Linked DNA regions of Mus musculus: region 2 is linked to region 1. A link is a contact called in public Hi-C data. All regions are on one chromosome and are shown on one strand. The core of a region is the stretch at or near the end of the contact, and the rest is flanking DNA. Distances in the headings are between cores, read along the strand shown.

Region 1 (5,645 bases), core at 993-3,492:
AGATTGACCATGAGCAGCCCTTATATGACTGGCTTACTGGCTTGTACCTCCAGATGCTAGGTAACTGTTGGGCAGAGCCTAGAGGAAATGCTAACACTGCTTACTGGCTTGATTCCCCACTGCTCGCTCAGTTGGCCTTGTAATACCCAGGACCAACCAGCCAGGGGCGGCCCCACCCACATTAGTCATTAAGCAAGAAAATGTACCACAGGCTTGCCCACAGGCCAATCTAGTGGGGCATATTTTCTCAATTGAGATTTCCTCTCCCCAAATGACTCTAGCTTGTGACATAAAACTAGCTGGAACCATACTCATACCTATTATTATTATTATTTTATTATTAAAGTACAGGAGAAACAACTTAAAGACCTGGCCTACAGTGGTCAGCTGTGTGAGAGCTTGTCCCATCTCGTACAGGAGAGCCCTCTAAGAGCCACTCAGCAACCTCACCTCTAGGGTTCTCTCCAGATATCGCTGGCAGAAGGGCAAAATAAGCTGAAGCCTGTGTTGTGGACGACAGGTTGAGCCGTGTGGCCACTCTGAAGTTTTACACATCTGAGAGAACAGTAAACTTGGGCACTCTGGTCTCTAATGAGGTCTTTTCCTAGCAGCCCCCCCCCCCAGCTGCTACTGGGCCCCCTGGGGTGGACCCCTCAAGCCCACCCTTGGGAGAACAGTTAAGTTTATGAACCTTTCCTGGGGCAGGGTGGGTAAGTAGCTGACACCTTTCGAAGAGGTCACTGATATGGAAATAATTCCTCCTGTCACCGGCTCTCCAGGCCCGAGTCAGTCCCCAAACCTGCCTCAGGGATCTCCCACCTTCCCCCCTCCCTCCCCCCCCCCAACACCCCTAGATGGAATTAAAATACTCCCATGCCCTTCTGTTGGCAAGATGACTTAGTGTCAAACGCCTCGGTCCTGGCAGGAGGGCAGGATTACCATTTGATTAGTATGCACATAAGATGTTGTCTGAGCCCAAATACACAAGTTGGGAAATCAAAGGGCTCCCTTTCACACCCCTTTCCAGCTCCATCCTGAACGTTTATTTTGTTTTGAAACAACTTCCTCAGTTTCCTTCCTAAAAAAGAAAGGGGGAATCTCCATTTTAAAGTGAAACCCCCACCCCAACCCCCCCCCCCCCAACACACACACACACAGTTGAGTGACACGGCAATCAGCCCTTTCTGGGTCCCTCTCCACAGCTGAAGGTGAGACTCTCATATACATCCCCAGGAAATCTAGGAGCTACAAAGGGCTTGTGTTTTGTCTGGAATCTATATCAACACTCAAGTACTCTGTGTGTGTGTGTGTGTGTGTGTGTGTGTGTGTGTGTGTGTGTGTGTGTGTGTGTGTGTGTGATAATTACTAAAACATTGCATACTTCCAATTACGTCTCCACAAATAAATGTACAATGACTTTACCAAAATATTTGTGGGTATTGAAGAGTGGGTTTCCTACTGGAAATTCCACCCATGGTTGTGTTTTAACTCTCTGCTACCCACAGAGAGTACAGACAGGAAAGGCAGGACTCGGGGCATGTGTTTTAAGAGCTTAATTACCCTCAGCAGACACACTGGACGGATTAATGGTTAATGCTTCCAAGACACCAAAATGATTTGTTTGAGTGACAGTTTGCTTCTGAGACAGATTTATTCGAGACTTAAAGTTATAACAACTTGTTAGTGATCTCATTTTTCCCTCTTGACCCAAACAATGAAAACTTTATAGTTTTCAAGCAAGCAAACAAACAAACCAAATACACTTCTGAAATCCCACAAACTTTAAAAATATTCCCTCTCCCTCCCCCCCCTCTTTTTTTTTTTGCTTTCCAACAAAGTGTCTAGGAAGTTGCCAGGGGCTGTGAGGTGGTGAAATCCCAGATCCCAGCCCAGATATTTTGAATGAAAAGCTTCATAAATGATTGCTTTTTGGAATAGTATTCAACAATTTTTGTTCATCTGTTGTTTTGCAAATTAGCAGTGGTGCTTTCATGGCATGTGTATATCTCAATCTGGGCTCTTCACATATCTCCTCCTTAATGGGTCTAATTAGCCCTGCTCTGTCTGTCTGTCTGTCTGTCTGTCTGTCTGTCTGTCTGTCTCTCTGTGTATATACACATGCACATCTGTCTGCCTGTCTGTCTGTCTGTCTGTCTGTCTTTGAGACAGAATCTGGCTATGCAGCCCCTGGCTGGCCTGCGACTGTTCCTTCTCCTTCTTCATTTTGCCGTGTAGGTTAACCACAGGCGTTAGTCACCTTCATTTGTTTGAAAAAATCTTCAGTCGAGTTTGAGCTCTATGTCAATGAAACCCTGGAGCCCAGATCTGAATTTCAGTATTTGAAAATGTAAGGTTCCTTGGCCTGTCAGCCATTGCTGAGATGCATCGTGTAAGGGGCAGGGTGCTGATGTACACAGGGAGATTGTGGACCGACTGTGGGGTGCATGGTCTCTGAGTCTCTCTTTCTCACTTCCCACTTTACCAATGAGACTCAAAGGTCACGTGTTCCTGGCTCTTCCCAGATACTTTGGAGTGATGGTGGTGGGCACCTCCTTCAAAGACATTCTTAAGCTTGACATTTGAGAGACAGGCGTCACAGTCATTTTGCAGGAGATGTAATTAAACTGGCCATCCCATGAGAAGCTGCAGGGTTTGAAGGCCCTTGTATCAGGCTGGAGGAAGGGAGATAAGGAGGATCAAGAGCTATATAAGGAAGTGAGAGGAACTCTTCCACTCTGATAGTTTTTCAATTGATTGGGATTTGGGGAGTAAAGACTTGGAGTAAAATCCCAGGGCCTGATGCCCTGTTCACATGCTCTGCTGAGTTCAGTCCTTGGCCCAGAACTAATTCTAATGAAGATTTATTTTTATGTGTGTGAGTGTTTTGCCACACACACACACAAAGCCACAAACTTGCATACCATGTACATACAGTGGTCATGGAGGCTAGGAGAGGTGTCAGCTCCCCAGAACCAACAGTTGTGAGCTGCCCTTTCGGTGTTGGGGACTAAACAGAGAGCAGACAATACTCTTAACTGTGGAAGTGTCTCTTCAGTCCCGAGAGCTAACTAACTCTGCAGAGCCCAGATGGTCCCCTGCCTCCAGTGTGTTACCATCTAACTGATAGGAACAGCACAAAATTGTGTTCATCTCGTAATTATACTAATGGCCGGAAAACCTCTTAGAACCTTAATAAACTTACTCTGTTTTCAATCAGCGGCAGTTTTTAAGTGCTTTATTTCCTTAGTAGTACATTGCATCGATGTCTCTCTCCAGACTTTTGACTTGAAGGCGCTATTCTGAGACTTATCAAGCAATGATGCCTTACGAGGAGATACCACAGGTTTGTGTGCCAAATCGCTCGGTTTAACTCCGATTTCTCTTTTCCACGGTTCGTTATTTTTCTCCATTCAGCCAAAAGGAAAGGCTCAGGAGATAAAAACAGGGAGACTGGCAGAGGAGAGAGGGCTGTGAGTGAGGAGAGAAAGCCAGGCTTGTCCTTATGACTGGGCTTGAGACCACTGCCACGGGGAAGCTTAGACGGGTGGCTGGAGGTCACCCAGGTGTCCTGGGGCCTCTGCACCCCACAGCACCCTCAGAGACAGCACTGGACTCCTGGAAGAGCAGTGAAGGGGTCTGAGCCGAGAGCAGCATACATTGCAAGCCTGGGATACACAGCGGTAGAGAAAGGAGTGGTGTGGAGGTCATGTGATCTCTCAGCTTTGCGGCTCACACATTGTATCCCAACCACCGAGGGGACAACCATGGTTTAGTGTATGTATTTATTCTGTGTTTATGCATGCGTATGTGTACATGCACGTGCACCACAGTACAAAGGTGGAGGAGCTCAGGGGACAACTTAGGGAGCTGGTTATCCCTTCCCACCATGTGCGTCCCAGGGATTAGACTCTGATAGTCAGCTTGGCAGCTAGTGCCTTTACTCACTAAGCAGTCTTGCAGGCTCCCCAAAGTACCAAAGCTGTTTTTAATCAGTTTTCAAGTGGGTATGTTTTTAAGTACCAAAAGCAAACTTTCTTTCTTTCTTTTTTTTAGGGGGGGAGGGTTTTTTGTTTTTTTTCTCGATACAGGGTTTCTCTGTATAGCCCTGGCTGTCCTCGAACTCAGAAATCCACCTGCCTCTGCCTCTGCCTCCCAAGTGCTGGGATTAAAGGCGTGCACCACCACGTCCTGGGTTTTTTGTTGTTGTTGTTGTTGTTGTTTTGAGCAGTCAGTGCTCTTATCTGCTGAGCCATCTCTCCAGCCCCCAAAAGCAAGTTTTCAGTTTGCTCCTTTAACTGTTGGAAGGAACCTCACTCACTTTTGTCTGTTGGGGAATAGGATTTTAGGCTTCCCCAAAGAATATTATAAAGATTTTGGCATATTCGATGAAAACATCTTTCCTATTTTAAAAAAGCCATTGAGGGGGCTGGCGAGATGGCTCAGTGGTTAAGAGCGCCGACTGCTCTTCTGAAGGTCCCGAGTTCAAATCCCAGCAACCACATGGTGGCTCACAACCATCCATAACGAAATCTGATGCCCTCTTCTGGAGTGTCTGAAGACAGCTACAGTGTATTTACATATAATAAATAAATAAATCTTTAAAAAAAAAAAAAATAAAAAATAAAAAAGCCATTGAAATGTAAGAATGTAAACAAACCAAAACAAAACCCAAAACGATTAAATGTAAATGGAGCTGAGCAGTGGTGGCTCACGCCTTTAGTCCTGTCACTGGGAGGCAGAGGTAGGCAGATCTCTGTGAGTTCCAGGCCAGCCAGCCTCATCTACACAGATAGTTCCAGGACAGCCAGGGCTACACAGAAAAACCCTATCTCCAAAAATAAACAAACAAAAATAAAACAGTAAATGCGAAAACATGCTAATTTCTTAAAGTTGAATTGATACTAGTTGTACTGGCTAGTTTTGTATCAACTTGACACAGGCTGGAGTTATCACAGAAAAAGGAGCTTCAGTTGATGAAATGCCTCCATGAGATCCAACTGTAAGGCATTTTCTCAATTAGTGATCAAGGGGGAAAGGCCCCTTGTGAGTGGGACCATGCCTGAGCTGGTAGTCTTGGGTTCTATAAGAGAGCAGGCTAAGCAAGCCAGGGGAAGCAAGCCAGTAATGAGCATCCCTCCATGGCCTCTGCATCAGCTCCTGCTTTCTGACCTGCTTGAGTTTCAGTCTTGGCTTCCTTGGTGATGAACAGCAGTGTGGAAGTGTAAGCTGAATAAACCCTTTCCTCCCCAACTTGCTTCTTGGTCATGATGTTTGTGCAGGAAGAGAAACCCTGACTAAGACACTAGTGTACAAACATTGTTGAGTAAATTCTCAAAGAATATTCTCCATTCACAAAAACAGCATCAGATACATTGTTATCGTAACAGTGACAGACTGCCTATAGCTGTATAGCCTGGGCTGCAGGGGGTGGGCTTCACTCTCCTCCTCTCATGGCAGCACCTGTAAGAGAACCCAGGGATAAGGAAGCAGAAACAACAGACTGCAACGCTTTGCAATCCTAGTATCTCTAATTGTCACCGCTCACAAAGCTGAAAACAGTTCCCACAGAAATAAAAACTAAACATGACAAGGACTAGAGAGACAGCTTAGAGGGTAAGTACACTTGTTCTTGCAAAGAACGTGGG
Region 2 (5,645 bases), core at 1,868-4,367, 78 kb after region 1:
CCTGGCTTCTGTAACACCATCAGTATTGGATCCTCGTTGGGACTCCTCCCAGTTACTTCAAACACTCTGAATTACTCATACATTTTGGCACTGGAGGCTGGAAAGATGGCTCAGTGGCTAAGAGAGCTTGCTCTTCTTATCAGGGACCAAAGTCCACTTCCCAGCACACACTGTGAGTCCAGCTCTGGGGGACCTGACACCCTCTCCTGGTCTCCTCCTCAGGCACTCTCATGCATATGCACATGGAAGCACTCATACACATAAGCAATAAAATGCATTCTTAAAAGTACACAAATATGGGGATGGAGAGATGGTTCAGTGGCTAAGAGCAGTGGCTGCTCTTCCAGAGGTCCTGAGTTCAAGTCCCAGCAACCACATGGTGGCTCACAATCATATGTAATGGGATCCAATACCCTCTTCTTGTGTGTGTCTGAAGATAGCTACAGTGTGTTCATATAAATACAAATAAATATATCTTTAAAAATCTTAATAATATATAAATAAATAATCTTTAAAAGATTTTTTTTTTCCTTTGAAAAGACAACTGTGTGTATTTAATGTTCCTGGTCTCCCTGGTGCTAACTGCGAGCCCAAGAATCTCTGTGCTCCCAACATGAAGTGTTTTATTTTGTGATGTTAATATTGATATGAAATATTGGGATGGGCAAGAAAGGAAAGGCTATGGCTTAACAGTATTGCGTCTGTGCGACAAGCTGGCACAAGCCGGTGAGACGAGGAATCTCAGTTGAAAAATGCCTCCATAAGATTGTCCCCTGGGTAAGCCTGTAGAGCATCTTCTTGATTGATGTGGGAGGGGTCAGCCCACTGTGGGCGGTGCTACCCTTGGTCTGGCAGTCCTGGTTGGTATAAGCAAGCCATGCCTTCTGCTTCTCTAGGCTTCAGCCTTGACTTTCTTAGTGATAGACTGCCACCCTTTCTTCCCCAGGTTGCTTTTGGTCATGGTGTTTCATCACAGCAATAGAAGCCCTGACTAAGACATCTACCCAAAAGAAATGGGAATTTTATTTTCCAGAAACAGTAGCACACACACATTCCACAACCCTTTGGCACACTCAGCCCCCAAACCAGCCTCAATCTCCATCACAGACAGACAGCTAAGCATACTTTGTTATACCCACACAGTAAAATACTACTTAGTAATGAGAAAGGATAGAGGATTGATGTTTGCAACAAAGGGAGGAATCTCAAGGTGATTAGCTTGTGTGTACAAAGCTATACAGTATAACATACATGTTGTCATGTCCGTCTAACGTTGCATAAAATGCAAGTTCTTTTGGTTGAGATGACATATGTGGTAGCTTGCAAAGCATGATGGGAGGAAAGATGGGTCATGGGAGAGTGTGCTTGGGTGTGAAGGATGTGTTCACGTTTGACTGCAACCTTCTGGGAGTCCAAACCATCAAACTTGTGAAAGCATGCATTTAATTATATGTCATTTAGATACACATTTGATTAATTATATGCCATTGTCTTCATTACATGTCTCTGCCATGTCTTTGTATGTCATTGTTGGAGTCTCCATTGCTGTGATAAAAATACTATGACCAAAGCAACTTGGGGAGGAAAGCGGTTATTTGGTTTACATTTCCATCACTGGAGGAAGTCAGGACAGGAACTCAAACAGGGCAGGAACCTGGAGGCAGGAGCTGATGTGGAGGCCATGGAGAGATGCTGCTTACTGGCTTCCTCCTCATGGCTTGCTCAGCTTGCTTTCTTATAGAACCAGAACCACCAACCCAGGGATGGCACCACCCACAATAAGTTGGGCCCTCCCCATCAATCACTGATTAAGACAATGCCCTACAGGCTTGCCTACCACCCGATGCTATGGAGACATTTTTTATAACTGAGATTCCTTCCCTCCGCTCAAATGGCTTTAGCTTGTGTCCTGTTGACATAGAATGAGCCAGCACAGTGATGCCTGTATCAATACAGCTGTGAAAGTTTAAATGTAAAGGGTTTAGAGAGCGGTGGGTGAAGGCAGGCATAGAGCAGAGACCAGCAGGAGAGTGAGTGAGCTAGGATGCAAGGGGTAAGAGGACCAGCTTTGGGGGCTTCTCTGGGGGAGGTGGCAGTCAGGCCAAGCTTAAGCACCCAGGTACATGTCTGTTCCTATTTCCTGCAGAGATTGCTCTGCCCATCAAAGGATGGCACAGCCCCTCAGGTCTCTCTCAGGGAGGCTGGGAGGGAAAGGCTTCACTGTATGAAGAGCTGTGGATGCTTTACACACACATCTATGTGTACACAACACACATTTCACACATGCATGCACATACACAATCATATACTCACATAGACATATATTCACGTGAACATGCACACTTCATCCACATTAGTACATATATTCATGTTAACATACGCATTTATATAGGCACATATATATGCCCTTATGTGAACATGTACACTATTCATATTAATACATACACATGCATTTAAATATGCATTTACATACATTTAAATATTCACCCATATACAATATACATGCACATATGTGCATGCCCATAAATATATGCTATATACATACAATTGTATATCTAGAACTGTCTGAACTGCTGTGTGTGATTTTTGGGGCCCAGATGGAGCAGGCTACGAGGGAATGGTCATATGTGTGTATATGCACACATTCACGTGTGTAAACACACACACTTTTATGCACACACAGCATCCATTGGGCTTCTTTTATTTCAATAAATATAAATCTAGAAGTGCATATATAATCTACACACATGTATATGGATAGAATGTTCACACATATATATGTATACACATTTATATTTATATACATATACAATATACATTAGCATATAGGACACTTGTGGTCTTTAATGGCCATACTCAGATGCACAAAAATAATATACATCTTCACATACACACGTGATTTCTTCCTATCCCATTTTGCCAATGAGAAAAACATCTCAGAGAGGGACAGCTGCTCACTAACAATGCATAATCAATGTGAACTGAGAAGTGGGACGTGCAATCTATAACCCACATCTGAGTCCAGAGCCCTTCACTGTCATCACTCCCTGGGTGCAGCCTGGGCTGCCTCTGTCTGTCACAGACCTCCCAGCTCACAAAGGGCCCTTGTGGCAAGGCCTCCACTCTTCATCTCCTTCCTGTCTCCCTTTGGTCTCCTCAGCACGTCACCTGATATGTGTCACATACCCTCCTCCTCCCAGAAGTGACTAGGCTTCTCTATTTCAGGTCTGTGCTCGGCACGGCCGAGTGACAGTGTGTGGCTCTGTGTGGCCTTTGTCCTGCGCTGCTGTCCCTGCTGTAGATGCTCTCTCAGGAGCTTCTCAGACACAGCGTGTACTTGGCCTAAGTATAATTTTGCCATTGCATACTGTCCTTCAATCCTCTTAGAGTTAGGTGATTAGAATTGATGTTGGGAGGAGAGTGGCTTTGCCTAGCAATGAGGGAAGGTGCTAAGTCTCACACTGTGGTCACTGGTCATCTCTGGAAGCCCTTACTCAAGGAAGGAGACGGAATGTTGTCCACTTAAGCGGAAAATCCTTAGCGTGCATCAGTGAGGGGCGTTACTCTGTTGATGACTCATGTCTACTTGCTCCAGACACTCCCTCCCTTGCCTTGCAGGCTCCCTGCTGACTCTCAGAGACTCCCTGAGAGGTACCCTCAGTACTGTAGCCTATTGCGATGGCCCCAGTGGCTGGAGCCTTGGGCAGCAACACCCAGCTAGTATCCTCTCCTCTGGCTTTTGTGCAGCGACTGTGGTGGAGGGGTGTGGAAGGGTTCCTCCATGGCTTGTTCCCTGGACCGGGAAGGCTTTCTGTCAATCAGGAAACCTATGGAAGGAGAGAGAGGAGAAACACTGGAGGTCCCCAAATCTAAGGGACACCTTGTAGGAGTCAGCTCCTGCCAGGAATCTATTTGTGCTCTAAAGGATAATTATCCAAGTGAGATGCAGGGTGCGCAGTCTCTTCCTGATGCTGATGTCAGAGAGCCAATGAGATGCCCAGAAGGCAAGATTCCCAGTCCCAGGCCCATAGGAGACTGAGGCGGAGGGACCTGGATCTGTGTCCTGGCAAACCTTGCTCTAAGGCAGGGTCTTAGTCTGGTTCCCGCCATGACTTCTGGCCTCTAATGCTCGCTCACACTAGCACCGGGTCTGCCAAGAGGTGCAGGCAGGCAGAGGCACACTATGGTGTGCTGGAGAAGGAGAGAATGTCAGGGGACTCTATATAGGCAGCAAGTTCAAGGCTAATGGGCCCACCATCTAGGTTTTTATGTGGGTTTTGGGAATCTGAACGCAGGTTCTTATCCTTGGGTGGCAGGCACTTTGCCCACTGAACAATCTCCCCAGTGGAAATTTGGGGTGTGTTGGGAGGTTAGAGAATGGGAAGCCTTGTAGGCAGACTTCCATAGTATACTGAAAAGAGGAATTGGCATGAAAGCCCCCGGAAATGCGAAGAAAGGGATTAAGAGGGGTAAAGAGACAACCCGAGCTGATAGGCTGAGAGCTGAGGGGAAGGGGAGGGGCTTCATCAAGGTAAGGAGAGGGTGCTAATGTGAGCACTAGGAGCCAGAGATTATGGCAGGAGGCACAGTAAGACTGGCTTAGACCAAGGTTTGCCAGGACACAGCGGCAGGCTCCTCCTGCGAAGTCTCCTAAATGACTGTCGAGGTGAATCTTGCCTTCTGTGTTTCTCTTTGTGCGTCTGTGTCTGTCATTGGATCTTTGACACGAGTATCAGGGAGAAACCGTGCTCTCTGCATTCCACTTGGCTTATTATCCTTTGGGGCCCACGTAGGTTCCTGGCAGGAGCTGACTCCCTTAGGCTTCCCTTAGGCTTCCAAGAACACAGAAGTGGGCTGGTTATCTGCAGCCCTGCGTCCACTGCTGCTTCCTGGCTTTGACTCAGTACACATGAGCCTATGCTGACCAGATAAGGGAAATAAATGCTGGGGCTTTCTGTCTAGTTCACACAAAGACCTAAGCAAAAAAGAAGCTGTCTCCGCAGGGCAACTGTAGCTGTCTAGGGAAAATGATGTGTGGTTGCTAGGGACTAGCTACTGTTTCCAAGGAATCTATGAATCACCCGTGTTGAGAAAAAAACATCCACACTAGCACAGGCCAGAGTGAGGGTCTCCTTTTTGAATGGCAGATGGTGTCTTCATGAAAGAAGAGCAATCTAGTCGTGTGACAAATGGTCCTTGGGGGATCCACCTCTGTATCTCACCTGATTTCTTTTCCTTCTCGTGACAGAACAGCATAGCAGGCAGAGTGACACTGTGGTTCAGGAGCCTCTGAGAAACAAACTGACTCTGGAAACTCAGGGCAGATTTAGGGAGATGTACGCGAGCATACAGGCTTGGCGGGATCTTGGTGCTTCATTTTCCATATGTTTCCCTTTCAACAACTTATTATAAAATGAATCTAAGCAGCATTTTCAAAGAATTGTGTAATGAGCACTTGGTGAGGTGAATGTGAAGCAATGTAAGTCATTTCCACCATGACATACACAGACACAGACACAGACACACACAGACACCCCACAGACAACCCCACCACCACCACATAGAAACGGACAGACAGGGACACACAGACACCCACAGACACAGATAGGGACATATAGACACATATACAGACACACACACAGGCA

What was found. Hi-C and Micro-C count contacts between places; a contact is called where the count stands out from the background.
Region 2: a contact with region 1 is called in a Hi-C map of the N1E-115 cell line, with 4 times the contacts expected there. The contact joins two enhancer-like sites. A contact is called at or near these places in 4 of 15 datasets of contacts at CTCF or cohesin (CD8 T cells, embryonic stem cells and pro-B cells), 32 of 484 Hi-C or Micro-C datasets (B cells, CD4 T cells, CD8 T cells and 25 more), 8 of 115 datasets of contacts at active chromatin or transcription factors (the 230-238 cell line, the HPC-7 cell line, astrocytes and 3 more) and 2 of 9 other capture datasets (liver and pancreatic islet).

What each region holds. Positions count from the first base shown.
Region 1 is chr17:8,375,274-8,380,918 of GRCm38.p6, forward strand. The region is part of intron 1 of T2 (brachyury 2); the gene reads left to right. It overlaps Gm16702 (predicted gene, 16702), which reads right to left. Exons shown (of 3, transcript NR_045795.1): 3 at 3,772-5,460. Among named protein-coding and RNA genes, the nearest start is that of T2, 5.7 kb to the left of the region's middle. Within about 2 kb of position 2,243, at least 11 of the 459 cell types and tissues checked have an H3K27ac peak or open chromatin away from gene starts, as enhancers often do. A contact at or near this core is called in the N1E-115 cell line, where this site is marked.
Region 2 is chr17:8,452,179-8,457,823 of GRCm38.p6, forward strand. No RefSeq gene overlaps it. Among named protein-coding and RNA genes, the nearest start is that of T, 21 kb to the left of the region's middle. Within about 2 kb of position 3,118, at least 39 of the 459 cell types and tissues checked have an H3K27ac peak or open chromatin away from gene starts, as enhancers often do. A contact at or near this core is called in the N1E-115 cell line, where this site is marked.